4 separate regions of the Zea mays genome follow, and regions 1, 3 and 4 are each linked to region 2. The links are chromatin contacts, called in public Hi-C maps. All regions are on one chromosome and are shown on one strand. Each heading gives the region's core, a stretch centred on a gene start, on an enhancer-like site or on the middle of the called end of the contact. The rest is flanking DNA. Distances are from core to core; before and after follow the strand shown. Region 1 has its middle 21 kb from the start of LOC103638908. Region 2 holds the start of LOC103638912. Region 3 has its middle 4.6 kb from the start of LOC100272260. Region 4 holds the start of LOC103638908 (E3 ubiquitin-protein ligase ATL4).

Region 1 (2,747 bases), core at 11-2,510, 200 kb before region 2:
GCAGGGAGAAAGACTCCATATTTCAAGAGCCGAACTGGAGGAGGTTGAGCAGCGAACGACATGAAATTTGGCCAGAACCAAACTGCTCAGCCCTCAGCGCCGCCACCCGCACGACCTCCTCTCCTACTCGTGTGGCATGGCATTCGTCGTGCCCTAGAAAGTGCTAGCCGGTGGGCTAGCTCGGCCAAAAAGTCTGGTAGCGGCCCACCCGGCTGGCCTCCTTTTTCCTTTTTTTTAAATAAAGTGAAAATCTCTTTAATGGACAGCAGAGAACACCACCACCCAAGTGTTGTATAACAGTACACTCCCGGTTCCAAATTATAAAATATTTTGTCTTTTTTTTTCTAATATATAGCTTTACTTATATATCTAGATATAATTTAAATTTAATGTATAACAGAAGTTATGTATGTAATTTGTTTTAGAACATCTTGTAATTTAGAACCGATCGAGAGAATTAATACTGTAATGCAATGGAACTGAAATTTGTTCAGCTGTCTTTGGAGAGCGCGTGATAGGAATTGAAAAGAGCCAGCGAGATCGATCGATCATAAATCAGAATCGATCGAGCAAAAACTTCACGTTGAACATCTTTGCACTGAACCGGCCATAACCTAGCTCCACGAGCTAGCTAATCCCATACTTTGCAGTGCAGAACGAGCAGCTAATAGCTTTTGGCAGAAAATAGACGGAGCTGTTGGCAGACCGCGCTCTCTTCTCCTCCCTCTTCAGCAGCAGCAGGAGGTGGAAGAGGAAGAGAAGATGGTGATGATGACTAGTGTCAGCCAGGCAGGCAGCTGCGCGTCTCCGTGTTGCGCTGCGCTGCCCTGCGCCGTGCTTTGCTTGTTTCACACACTGCCGTGGCCGTGGCCGTGCAGCTGCAGACGACGGCGATCGGGCGCAGCACAGTGAGTGCAGATGAATGATTCGCCCGGGAGCTGAAAGCTGAGGGGGTGTCCCTGGCTGCTGTGCCTGTGCCTACCTTTTTTTTTCGTCTTTAGGTGGAGTTGCAGCCGCCCGGCCTGGCCTGGGCCTGCAGTCTTTTACGAGCCTCCTTCCCCTTTTGATTTGCCGACGCACCGATTCTCGCGCCCCCAAAAGTGCTTCCTTCTCGGGTTGACGAATGGAATATGTGTTTATCACAAACTAGCTGACACACGAAATGGAACTGTCGGCGCAAAGCGCTCTACGGGCCTAATCTTTACGTGTAGTTCGACATATGGGCTTCTCCGGTTTAGTTATCTTTGAGATTGTACAGGCAGGCCCAGTCGTGGTTTTATGCTGCAGCCTTGCATCTGCAGCTAACCAAGCCAGCGAAGTCGACACCATCACACCAGCGCGTGGAAATGAAGTCCGACTGTCCGCCGACCCTATCAAAGTTCAACCTTAAAAAAACTTTCAGAAAATCCATCAGGTCTCGTTTGTTTTCTTTTATTTTGAGGATTAGAATCTTACTAATGGAATAGACTATTTTTTTTAAAAAAATGTGACATTCCACCACTTTCCAAAGTAATCATATAAGCATATCTCAAATTCATGTGGTGATAGATAAAAACTGATTTTATAGATTTACATGATATTTTTCCAATGCACAATTTATAGCACTCTCTTCTACTTACTTTGCTATAACATAAATATGGTATATAACTATCTCTCATATGATTTAGGATAATATACAAATATATTACATATTTAAATATATGAACTTAATTAGTTTTGTCTAAATTATAATTATTAAAATAGAATTCAATTCCAACGAAACAAACGGAGCCTAAGGATATGTGTGCGACCAATAGGGCCATGTCATCAGTCGGCGTGCTGTGGAAAATATGGTATTATTTTTACAAATGGTTTTTTTTTAAACACCACATGCCGGAGGTGGGCGGAGGAATAATGGGGGCGTGGGTCAGTCGTCGCTGTCTCGGCGTTGGGCTCCGCAATGGCGACACCATTCAGACGCTGAGAGGTGGAGCGTGCAGTGCCCCTGTTCCTTTGCCCTCTCTTTCTCTGCTGCTCTGTCCGTCAGTACTAACTGCATCATATTTGGTTCCATCGTCGCAGCGAGCGACAGACAGCGAGCGAGCGAGGAGACCACGCGATGGAAAGCAAGTGATCGAGGAGGAGAGGCAGAGGCTAGTGGTGGTGCTGCGTGCTGGCGGTGGCTTGAGGATTCGGGAAGAGGATTGAAGACAACGAATGCGTCGGTGTCGTTGCCTGCCGCCAGTCCATATCTATGCTGCATGATCAGATCAGATGCGATCTAGGAGAGTAGTACGTACACGCACTATCTCTCTTCACGAGTGCTCCCGCGCGTAAAGACAGGCAGTCCACTGAGCCCTGCTATACCATATGGCAGGCAAGGCATTGTTGTGCTCTGAGATGCACGCAGCACTTGCCACCTGGGCGGGCCTCATTCGGAAGCAAGTTTCCGGGGCCGCTGTGGTCGTCCATTCAGTGATTCAGGTCTAGAAATTGAAATTCCATTCCTGTGGTGCCATGAGGACAGCCAAAGCGTTCGTTCCTTGCCATTTTGCCAACCACCACTCCACCCTCCATGTGTAGTGTAGTCAGGGGTTCCTTATGGAATATTATGTCGCTGCAGTCTGCAGGCCGGCCTGCACGTACGAATCCCCCACCCACCAGCCACCACACACACACACACACATCTTGCTTGTACGTACAGCGGCACGGAGATCTCGACTTCATGAGCTTTTTACTCCTGCCCACGTACAGTACAGTACAGTACA
Region 2 (2,887 bases), core at 143-2,642:
GAGAGGTCACAGGTTCAAATCCCCTTGAGGACATGTGTTTTTTAATTTTAGGTAGACGTGGGCTGTACGGGGGAATGAGAACAAAGAATGAGAATGCGAAAACATAGAATGATAGCAGAACATGAGAATGACAGCAAATGAGAAATGCAGAACAAGGAATGAGAATGGTGGCAGAACGGGAATGACAGAACAGGAATGGTGGCAGAACACGCAATGACAGACTACTCTTGCAGCCTTAATAAGTAATAGAGATAGAGATATAGAAATCATGCCACAACACATTTTCCCACAATATAAAAGATAAAAGGGTCATATTTGTGTGCTAAAATAATTTTGATAATCACAACTCACCATCCTCTTTCAATGGGCTTAGGATATCCTTTTTATATTTTTTTCACCCTACAATACAAAATTGTTATATGGAGGTAATGGTATATCACCGTATCATGTATTATCAACTTAGGATTTGCCTATTTCAATTAATAGTGGCATTGAGCCAATTTTGGTTGTTTGAAATGGCAGATTTCGATGTTTGTTATGATTGCTGAGTTGATTATTGATAGCATCACTAAATAGTGACCTATACGTGCACAAGTGTCCCCCGTTGCAACGCATGAGTATATTCCTAGTAATCTATTAAAAACCTAATGTGGGCTGGTGCTACCACGACTTCACCCTCCCCACGCTCAGCACACACAAAAAATAGTGCAGAGCGAGCACTCGAACCCACACCCATTTTTTTGCTCTAGAAATTTCGGGCTAACCAACAGACAACATATACCTTAGTGTTAAGGAATAAACAATAATTATATTTGTAGTATAGACACCGCTCCACCCCGCTCTTCCGCCTCGTGACAACTCACGTGCATATACCTAGTTATAAAGTATGAAGCTATTCACGGAAGCTACAAAGGCAGCTAGGTGCTTCTTCTTAAAATATGAGATGATACTAGGGATGTAGCTGCAATAGTGCCAAAAAGATTATGTCTATAATGTTTTTAGATTCTATATGACTTTTGTTAGTTTGATTATATGGTGATAAAAAAGCTTCAGAACAGTTTAACTCTTTACTAACACAAGACGTAACTACACTATTTAATTTGAAATTAACAACTCTAAGGGCTAGATTGAAAGAAGGGAAGATGAAATCAGGAAAGAAAACCTCCTATTAGCAACTAGAAAATGATAGAGAATGATAGAGATTTTAAGGGGATTTGAGTTTTCTTCAAACTAACCCTAATTGTGTTTTGCCATTCATTCAACGGATCCAGCTGTGGGCTCTCACGTGCGTGCTGGACGATGAAGTCACTTCCTAAACCGCCACGTCCCACAAAGGACGCCACACGGCACCCTAATCCTGACGGCTTACGTAAACCGCGGGCCCAGGCAAGAGGCAAGATCCGTAGATGTCCCCGACGAGCGAGGGCATTCCCGGCAAGTCGCTCCACCTGCTTGTTCTAGCGATCTCCTCCGCCTCCCTGGTCCCTGGTCCCTACTCCCATTTCTCCTCGACTCGTCCAAGACAAGGAAAGTAGGAAACCGCCTGCCCTGCGTGTGGGCTGTCTGCTGTGTTGCTAGCCCAGTACTTTCTCTTCTCGCTCACGCGGCACGCCGAGCAAGGGGACCGACAGGCGGAGCGCTTCTCAGCCCCTCCGCACCTTCGGGTCTCGCGTTGGTGGCGCCGGCGGGCGCTGCCGATCGCCGGCGGCGGCCGAGATGTTGGAGGACCAGGTCGCCTTCCTGCTGCAGAAGTACCTCGGCAACTACGTCCGGGGCCTCAGCAAGGAGGCGCTAAAGATCAGCGTCTGGAGAGGTCAGTCAGGACGCCTAGCCGCCACTTCCCTTCTTATCCGCCCGTCGCTCCTGCTTTGATTAATCCGACTCCTTGTGTAAGCACACTAGCAGTTTGGGGGTTCGTTTGACATTTTTTATCTTAAAAGTTTCTGCGTCTTGCGTGCCTATTAGTAGTGCTGATCAATTGATAACGTTGAGGAGTTCAGTCTGAGCTTGGGTTGTTTTGTATGCTATACGTGGTGGTTGCATTGGATGGGGGCTAACGACAACAATTTGAGCTAGTTATATCAGGGGCAGAAGTTGGATTGATGAATTTGATCAATCTGCGACTCCCTAGTGTTGCACTTTGGTTCCTCTGTGATTACAGAACTGTTTTAGCTATGACTGTTCCTAAGAGGTTTTAGTTTCAGTGTTCAGAGTCAGAGAGGTACGGAACTGACTTGGTGACACATTTTTGTGGGTATTCAGGTGTAAGACTGCATGCTTGTTTCTGAGCGTTTTTTACCAGCAATCTTCAATGTTGAGATGTCATCAGCCACGAAGCATGTCTTCAAGCAAACCAGCATTTTGTAAAATTGGTTTAGAAATTTGTCAGCACAAGGGGCTAGAGCGCTGTGGTTATCTGTGAAATTTTTTGACACCGCTAGCTTATAAAATCACAGAATTAGAAAAACACTCTGCTCGGAGTGAATTATTTGGATCCCTGAATATGAAGTTTGCTGTTAAAGAGAAGCATACCATTAGGTAAACAATATAAGGCTGGAGATGCAAGTAGTAACTCTAGATTGTTCACACAAAGTAACTGTAACTGGAGTGTGCTGTGTGCCACAGATTTTCTTGAATACTCTCACAAAATTTGTTCAGTAAATGATCAGCTAGTTGATGAAAGCCGAGCATGAGTAAATATGAAACTAGGGTTGTGGTGGGAAACTCTAGAATCCAAAGATTTTAAACTCAGTAGAACTAAAGCCGAATATATGGGATGTGACTTCGACACTATTGTACATAAGAAAGGAGGTGTTAGTTTGGAAGGTCAAGTAGTGCCCAGGAAGGATACCTTTTGGTATTTAGGATGGCTAGGCGAGGAAGGCGG
Region 3 (3,079 bases), core at 352-2,851, 140 kb before region 2:
GTTTATATTTGTAAATTTTAGTTTCGCCCTATTCACCCCCCCTCTAGGCGACTATCACCAGCCGCGGGCGCGCACTGCACGGACGCCAGCCGCGGGTCCGGCCGCCTACGAGTTCGCGTCCCGGTCGCCGCCGTCTTGCCGTCAGTCCAAGTACGCCGCATAAGCACGAGCAATCCCCCTGTCCTCCCCTTCTTCCTCTGTTTTTTTAGGACAGAGAATCCTCCCTCTCCTCATCAGAGAAGAAGGAAACCAGATGCACTGGCGCCGTCAGAGTTTGGGGATTCGACTTTAACGGAGTTGAGGTTCGCCCACAGTCCGATTTGTGCACCTCGGCTGCGTTCAATCAAGGCAGGGGATGGCATCGGGACCGCGGATGGTGGTGGTGGTATGACCTCGTCGTCGTTGAAGAAGGGTGGACACCCTGTTCTTGCTGCTCTGGTTGGAGGACGACCGAAACCTGGCGGTGCCGGTGTTGGTGGTCTCCAACGCGGTGCAGTAGGTTCCACCTCCGGTGTCGGTGAGTAAAGGTTTGGAGCCGCGACCGTGGCGAGCATCTCCTCCATGGGTACTGCATCAGGTTGCGCTTGAGAGTTGTAGTACTGGTAGGCGGCGGTGAGAGTAGCCTCCAGAACGCCTGCGTCGCGCAGAGCACATGGTCCGAATCCGTGAAACGGACAGTAACCGTGCGGGTAAGTCCCTCCCATTTGAAACACTGATGCAGGTACTTGTGTGGACGTTGCTGTCGCCGGCGGTGGAGGGGGAACCACCACTGGTGGTGCTCGACGACGACGAGATGAACTGCGATTATGACTGCGGCGATTTGGAATCCAGACACCGGTGACACCGGTGTTAACCAGATTCACCATTACCCTGTGAATGGCAAAGCCAATCCGATTGTCGTCGAGGATTCCTTCACGGTATGCGCGGAGGAACTCCCTGATGACGGCACGGCGGATCGCCTGAACGACGCGTCGAAGAGTAATCGGTGGCATTGTACTTACAGTTTTCTTCGCGTTCTTCTGTTCTTGTATTCTGCGATGTTTTTCCTTTCTTCGCGTTCTTCTGTTCTTCTATTCCACGATGTTTCCTCTGTCCAAAACTCAGTGTCTGAGTCTATGTGCTGATAACGTGTTAATTGTAAACGGTTGTGTGAACAGAGAATGAGAACTCGTAGTCCCTTTCCATTGATCTAGTACATATTTATACACAGTGAAGAGGTGTCTTTGTACCCCTTCGTGGATTACAGAGAGAGAGAAAGAGTTACAACTTTTCACTAACAGACACCTTTTCTAACAGATACCTAATCACTAACTATCTCTATTTCCCGGAGTCCTTTGCTTCATGCATCCTGGCGACGAACGGTTGTACCTTTTTCTGAACGGGTGTCTTTTCGTAAAGATGAGATCACCGTTGAATTAATTCTTAACAAATTGGTCGCGAGCGCAACCGCGACCGCCAACGGCAGGAGAGGACGCCCGGGTCGCATGATCGCAACCGGTCACGGGATCTCGGGCCTTTTGGTGGGAAGTTGGGCCCACCCGCACTGATGGGCTGATTCAAAGTTAGTAGTAGAGTGGCGAATGGGGTCGGCGTGGTCTGGTGGTGCCCACTGCTCCACCGGGGATGACCGTTGGTTCCCGCGCAGCGGTTGTGCAGGTCTGCTGACTGCACGAGTTCTTGACCTTCCTGTCACACACAAGTACTTACAGTACTACGCAACACTGTGTGGGTGGTGCTGTGCACCTCGATTGGCAATTCCATAGGCATGGATGGATGGCACCACGACTGGCTTGCGCTGGAGAAAAACGTCCCGCCGCTTTTGCTGGCCGGGTGGGAGGGCGAGGGATGCATCAGTCCGGAATATCCGAAGAGATAGGATTGCGAAACCGCGGGGTGGGGATGGGTTACGACTTCTTGTGTTTTGTTTGCCTCATTGAAGCGCCGTTGGGACGGTGCGCGTGAGCGAAAGCTAATAAAGCTTGCCATACCGCACTTTGTTGTCTCTCTCTCTCTCTCTCTCTCTCTCTCTCTCTCTTCGAGCCTGCCTGTGCGGTACTCCTACTCCTATATGCAAACGTCAACATCGGCCGAGGCCGAGCCGGCAATTCCTTGGATCTCGCAACATGAGGGGGAAAAGACAAAGGTGCAATTCCTTGGAGCGCGACCTGTCTTCACCCGACTCGTGCTTGGAATAATGGGGTGGGTGTTGTGTTGTGTTGTGTTTGCGGTGCCGGTCGGGCTGGATCAATGATCGTTGCCCCGCCTACCTATACGCATGCGCCTTCCTTGTGCTGTGCAGTTGCGGTGGTGCTCCGCGCGCTGCACGGCGCATGCTCCTCTCGTTTTCCACTGACAGCAGCTGCTGCTGCTGCTGCTACGGGGCAGTTGGGCGATGCATCATTATCTTTCCTTTGTCGCGCGACTTTGGTCATGCCAAAACGTCCAACAACCCCTGCACACTCGCTAGCCGATTATACTCCCATCGCCGTTGGCCAATTGACTTGGGCCTCCACCACAACTAGACTCTAGAGAAGGCAATCACGTGAAGCAGCAAACTAAACACAGGCAGTGTCGCAGCAAGGGCGTCTGCATCAGGTCCAAATATAGTTGACTTATATGCATAATCCATTAGATCTCGTGAAGGTTATGGTCGAGCGTCAGTTTAGATATGATATTTTTATTGGCCAACAAACAATAATTACAGGCTCAGTGAACAAGTCATGCAGCCGGTAACATTATGTACTTCAAGCCATATATAGAGCTTATAACATTGCGTACTTCTTTGGATCCCAAATATTCATTCAGTTTATTGGAAATTGATGGTGGATGCTTTCTAGCTATAAAGTTGTACCCTGGTGATTTTTTCCCCTGAAGTTACAATATTGTATACTTGGTGTGCCTACAAATTCTATTTTCCAGAATTTGATAGTCTTTGTCGCCGATTAGCAGAAACTAGTAAATCAAATAGCTGTTTGCACTCCCTCGTATTCTATCCCAAGGTAGATAGATGGATAGGTGGTAGGCTTGGACGCTTGGTTGATCCAGGAGCGGCTCAAGCACGCGACGACGAATCGTGCTT
Region 4 (2,999 bases), core at 137-2,636, 220 kb before region 2:
CCGCGTCCCTCCGCCGCGTCGGGGGGGCCACGCCGCCGTCCATGTCCCACCACCACTCCGCCGTGGCCGCGGCCGTCACGGTCCCAGCGTCGTACCGGTTGCTCCAGCGCCCGCTGCTCCACCGGCTGCTCCACCGGTTGCTCCACCTGCTGCTCCACCGCTCCGCCGTCGACCTGAACGATGCCGTAGGGGTCAGGCCCACGGACGACGTTGGCTGCCCGCGCTCCACCGCGGCGAGCTGTTGCTGCTGCTGGCTTGTCGGGTCGCTGGACCCGGCGGCGGCGGGCGGGGTCGGTTTGAGCACCACCTGGAGCTCTTCCTCGACGAGGTACTCCGACGACGCCGAGTCGGGGAGGCCACCGGGGAGCGGGTACGCGCGGACGGCGGCGGCCGCAGCGTCCGGGTTGGAGCGGCGGCTGCTGACGCTGCCGAGCTCCACACGGAGGAGGTCCGTGAGCGGCGGGTGGGGCAGCGCGATGGAGGCGCGGCACAGCGGGCAGGACGGGTTGGCGCGAAGCCACGGGTCCACGCAGCGGGAGTGGAAGGCGTGGCGGCAGGCGGGCAGGAGGCGGAGCCCGTCGTCGTCGCGGAACGCGGTCTGGCACACGGCGCAGTCGCGCGACGACTTGGGCACGGCGGCCAGCGACGAGGACAGCGTGAACTGCGGCAGGCGCGCGATGAGCCGCTCCGCCTCTGCCTCCGCCGCGGCCGCCGCCTTCCCTCCTCCGCCCTGGCCGTCGGCGGGCGCCACGGACGCCCCCGCCGCGGGGCGCGCCACGAGCGGGAGCGGCGGAGCCTGCCGGGACAAAGAGGAGGAGGAGGAGGAGGACCCCGCTGGGCCCACGTGGCGGCAGAGGTGGCGGATAAAGTAGTGGATGCACAGCGACGCGAGCAGCATCACCACCACGATGACTGCGATGACGAGGATGCTCGGCGAGATGCCCGCCACGCTGCCGCTCCCGCTCCCGCCACCTCCCGCGCTACTCCCTCGCGCGTCACCCCTTCCGTCCCCGCCGCCATCGTCCGCCAGCCGCGGCACCAGCGGCACTCTCCGCTCCGGCACTGCCGGAGGCGGCGGGGACGGGATGGCGGTAGATGCCATCAACGTGTACTTGTCCCAGCCGCCCGCGCGCTCTGCCTCCTGCTGGTGTGGTGGCGAGCGCGGGTGGAGGACGGCTTGTCCGTGGGCCGTGGCTTATAAGTGTAGTTTTGTCCGGTGGCGGCTTGCCATTTATAGTTGTGCCGGCTAATTTGTCCAGGGCGACTGATAGAAGATGAGGGGATGGGACTCGGACTGCGACTGGGACTGGACCAGGTGTTACGTTGGATTCTTGCGTGATTATACAACAAACAAATGATATTTAAGCTGAGGCAGTGTTAGATTCCTCACAAACGAGATCTCTGTGTCCTAAAGTTTTGGCTCCCCGTTGAATTGTGTCGCTGCCGCACCTTTTCTTTTTCATCTTTCGATTTGATTTCACGAAATATCTAGAAATCGTTCCCCGGGGAATAAATGACTGGTGAGCGGGTATTTTCGATATCTATATCAGGAAAGAAACGAAATTGTAAAGTTATTTTACAACGCATTACGCAAACGCCATAAGCAGCAGGAGACGACAAAGTGATTTGGTTTAGCATGAAATTACTAGAGTGATTTCTGAGAGTCTAAAACTGCTCTCGAGGAAACCAATTTGTAATTAAGCACTCTTTAAGGTAGTGTTTGGTTAAAGAGCCAAGTAGAACGGAACTGTTCTATCCCAGTTTTGTTGCTGTTTGGTTACAACGGAACTAGAACGGAATGTCTCCGATTAAAGAATATTCTCCTCAGATCCGGAACCATTCCGCTCCAAAAAATTAACCGGACGGAGCCGCTCCGTTCTCATCCCGCTCTCACAGTCACGCTCCGCTCCGTTCACTCTGCAACCAAACAAAAAACAGAGTCGTTCCGTTCCAGATTACCAAACACAGAACAGAGCGGCTCCGTTCTTAGAATCAGGGATGGAACGACTACGTTCTACTTGGTTCTTCAACCAAACACTACCTAAGTCGCATAAGGTCATTTTGAATGGGAGTTTCATGGAAGATTTCACGATATTAATTAGTATGTCACTTACGTTTTTTATGACATGACAATACATTTAACTATGAAATAGGTGAAATTAGTTTCATCATCATGAAACTATGTCACCCGGTTTCCAAGGTATTGGAAAGCGCGTGAAACCACCATCAAGAGAAATTTATTTTATCTACATCTATTTCATCTATTTCTATTGGAGTATTAGTTATTTAGATGCAACATTTAAGTCACATTTAACTCTCTATAAAAAAATACATTTGACTTGCGTATTCCATTTCATCTCCTCCATCAGTGATGTCACATAAGCATCCAACCTCCATCAAGCTACTTGTAATTAACATGATTCTTCAACGGATTGATACATCATATATGATATGATCCACTTTATGTCATCATGTGGCCTTATTGATTTATCAATCATAACTTTGCTTGTTCTTCATCGTTGCAACTAGCAATCTGGTCCTTCATAGCTAAACCATGTCTCTTGATCTTATCCATCTAGCCACATGACTCCATGTCATGTCTCATATGCAAGGAGCTCCTTCATCGCACTACTTGAACATTTCAACAAATTTAAGCCACCTCACAACAATGGCTCAAGTTGCTCACAATAGTGTATAGATAGAATTAACACTTGTGTATCTCCATATACAACATATTAGTCCACCTAAGTTGTCACTTAATTACCAAAACTAAACTAGGATATTTCAAACTAGCGTGACAAGCTAGACCCACAACTTGGGTGTCGTAAGAATCAATCAAGTGATGTACTCGAACTAGCTAAGAACATTCCACTAGAGTTGTTATTCATGATCTCTCGCGAGGCCGACCATAAAAGCCCCTTATAATAGCTTGATCAGAGTCAAGAACAATAGCTAATAGTTGCTCAATGATTCATCTAGCTTTTAGCCAGCTAAATGTG

The links. A called contact is a pair of places that touch in the nucleus more often than the background predicts.
Region 1: a Hi-C map of leaf shows a contact between it and region 2, with 5 times the contacts expected there. The contact joins the enhancer-like site here to the promoter of LOC103638912 in region 2. A contact is called at or near these places in 4 of 25 Hi-C or Micro-C datasets (endosperm, leaf and tassel).
Region 3: a contact with region 2 is called in a Hi-C map of leaf, with 4 times the contacts expected there. The contact joins the enhancer-like site here to the promoter of LOC103638912 in region 2. A contact is called at or near these places in 10 of 25 Hi-C or Micro-C datasets (bundle sheath, ear, endosperm and 4 more).
Region 4: a Hi-C map of tassel shows a contact between it and region 2, with 2.5 times the contacts expected there. The contact joins the promoter of LOC103638908 here to the promoter of LOC103638912 in region 2. A contact is called at or near these places in 4 of 25 Hi-C or Micro-C datasets (bundle sheath, ear, leaf and 1 more).

What each region holds. Positions count from the first base shown.
Region 1 is chr9:118,955,626-118,958,372 of Zm-B73-REFERENCE-NAM-5.0, forward strand. No RefSeq gene overlaps it. Among protein-coding and RNA genes, the nearest start is that of LOC103638908, 21 kb to the left of the region's middle. Within about 2 kb of position 1,261, at least 19 of the 20 cell types and tissues checked have an H3K27ac peak or open chromatin away from gene starts, as enhancers often do. A contact at or near this core is called in endosperm, leaf and tassel, where this site is marked.
Region 2 is chr9:119,158,070-119,160,956 of Zm-B73-REFERENCE-NAM-5.0, forward strand. It overlaps LOC103638912, which reads left to right and starts at 1,393. Exons shown (of 63, transcript XM_008661702.3): 1 at 1,393-1,813. The coding sequence starts at 1,717.
Region 3 is chr9:119,014,625-119,017,703 of Zm-B73-REFERENCE-NAM-5.0, forward strand. No RefSeq gene overlaps it. Among protein-coding and RNA genes, the nearest start is that of LOC100272260, 4.6 kb to the right of the region's middle. Within about 2 kb of position 1,602, at least 18 of the 20 cell types and tissues checked have an H3K27ac peak or open chromatin away from gene starts, as enhancers often do. A contact at or near this core is called in bundle sheath, ear, endosperm and 3 more, where this site is marked.
Region 4 is chr9:118,934,768-118,937,766 of Zm-B73-REFERENCE-NAM-5.0, forward strand. It overlaps LOC103638908 (E3 ubiquitin-protein ligase ATL4), which reads right to left and starts at 1,387. Exons shown (of 1, transcript XM_008661698.3): 1 at 1-1,387. The coding sequence starts at 1,102.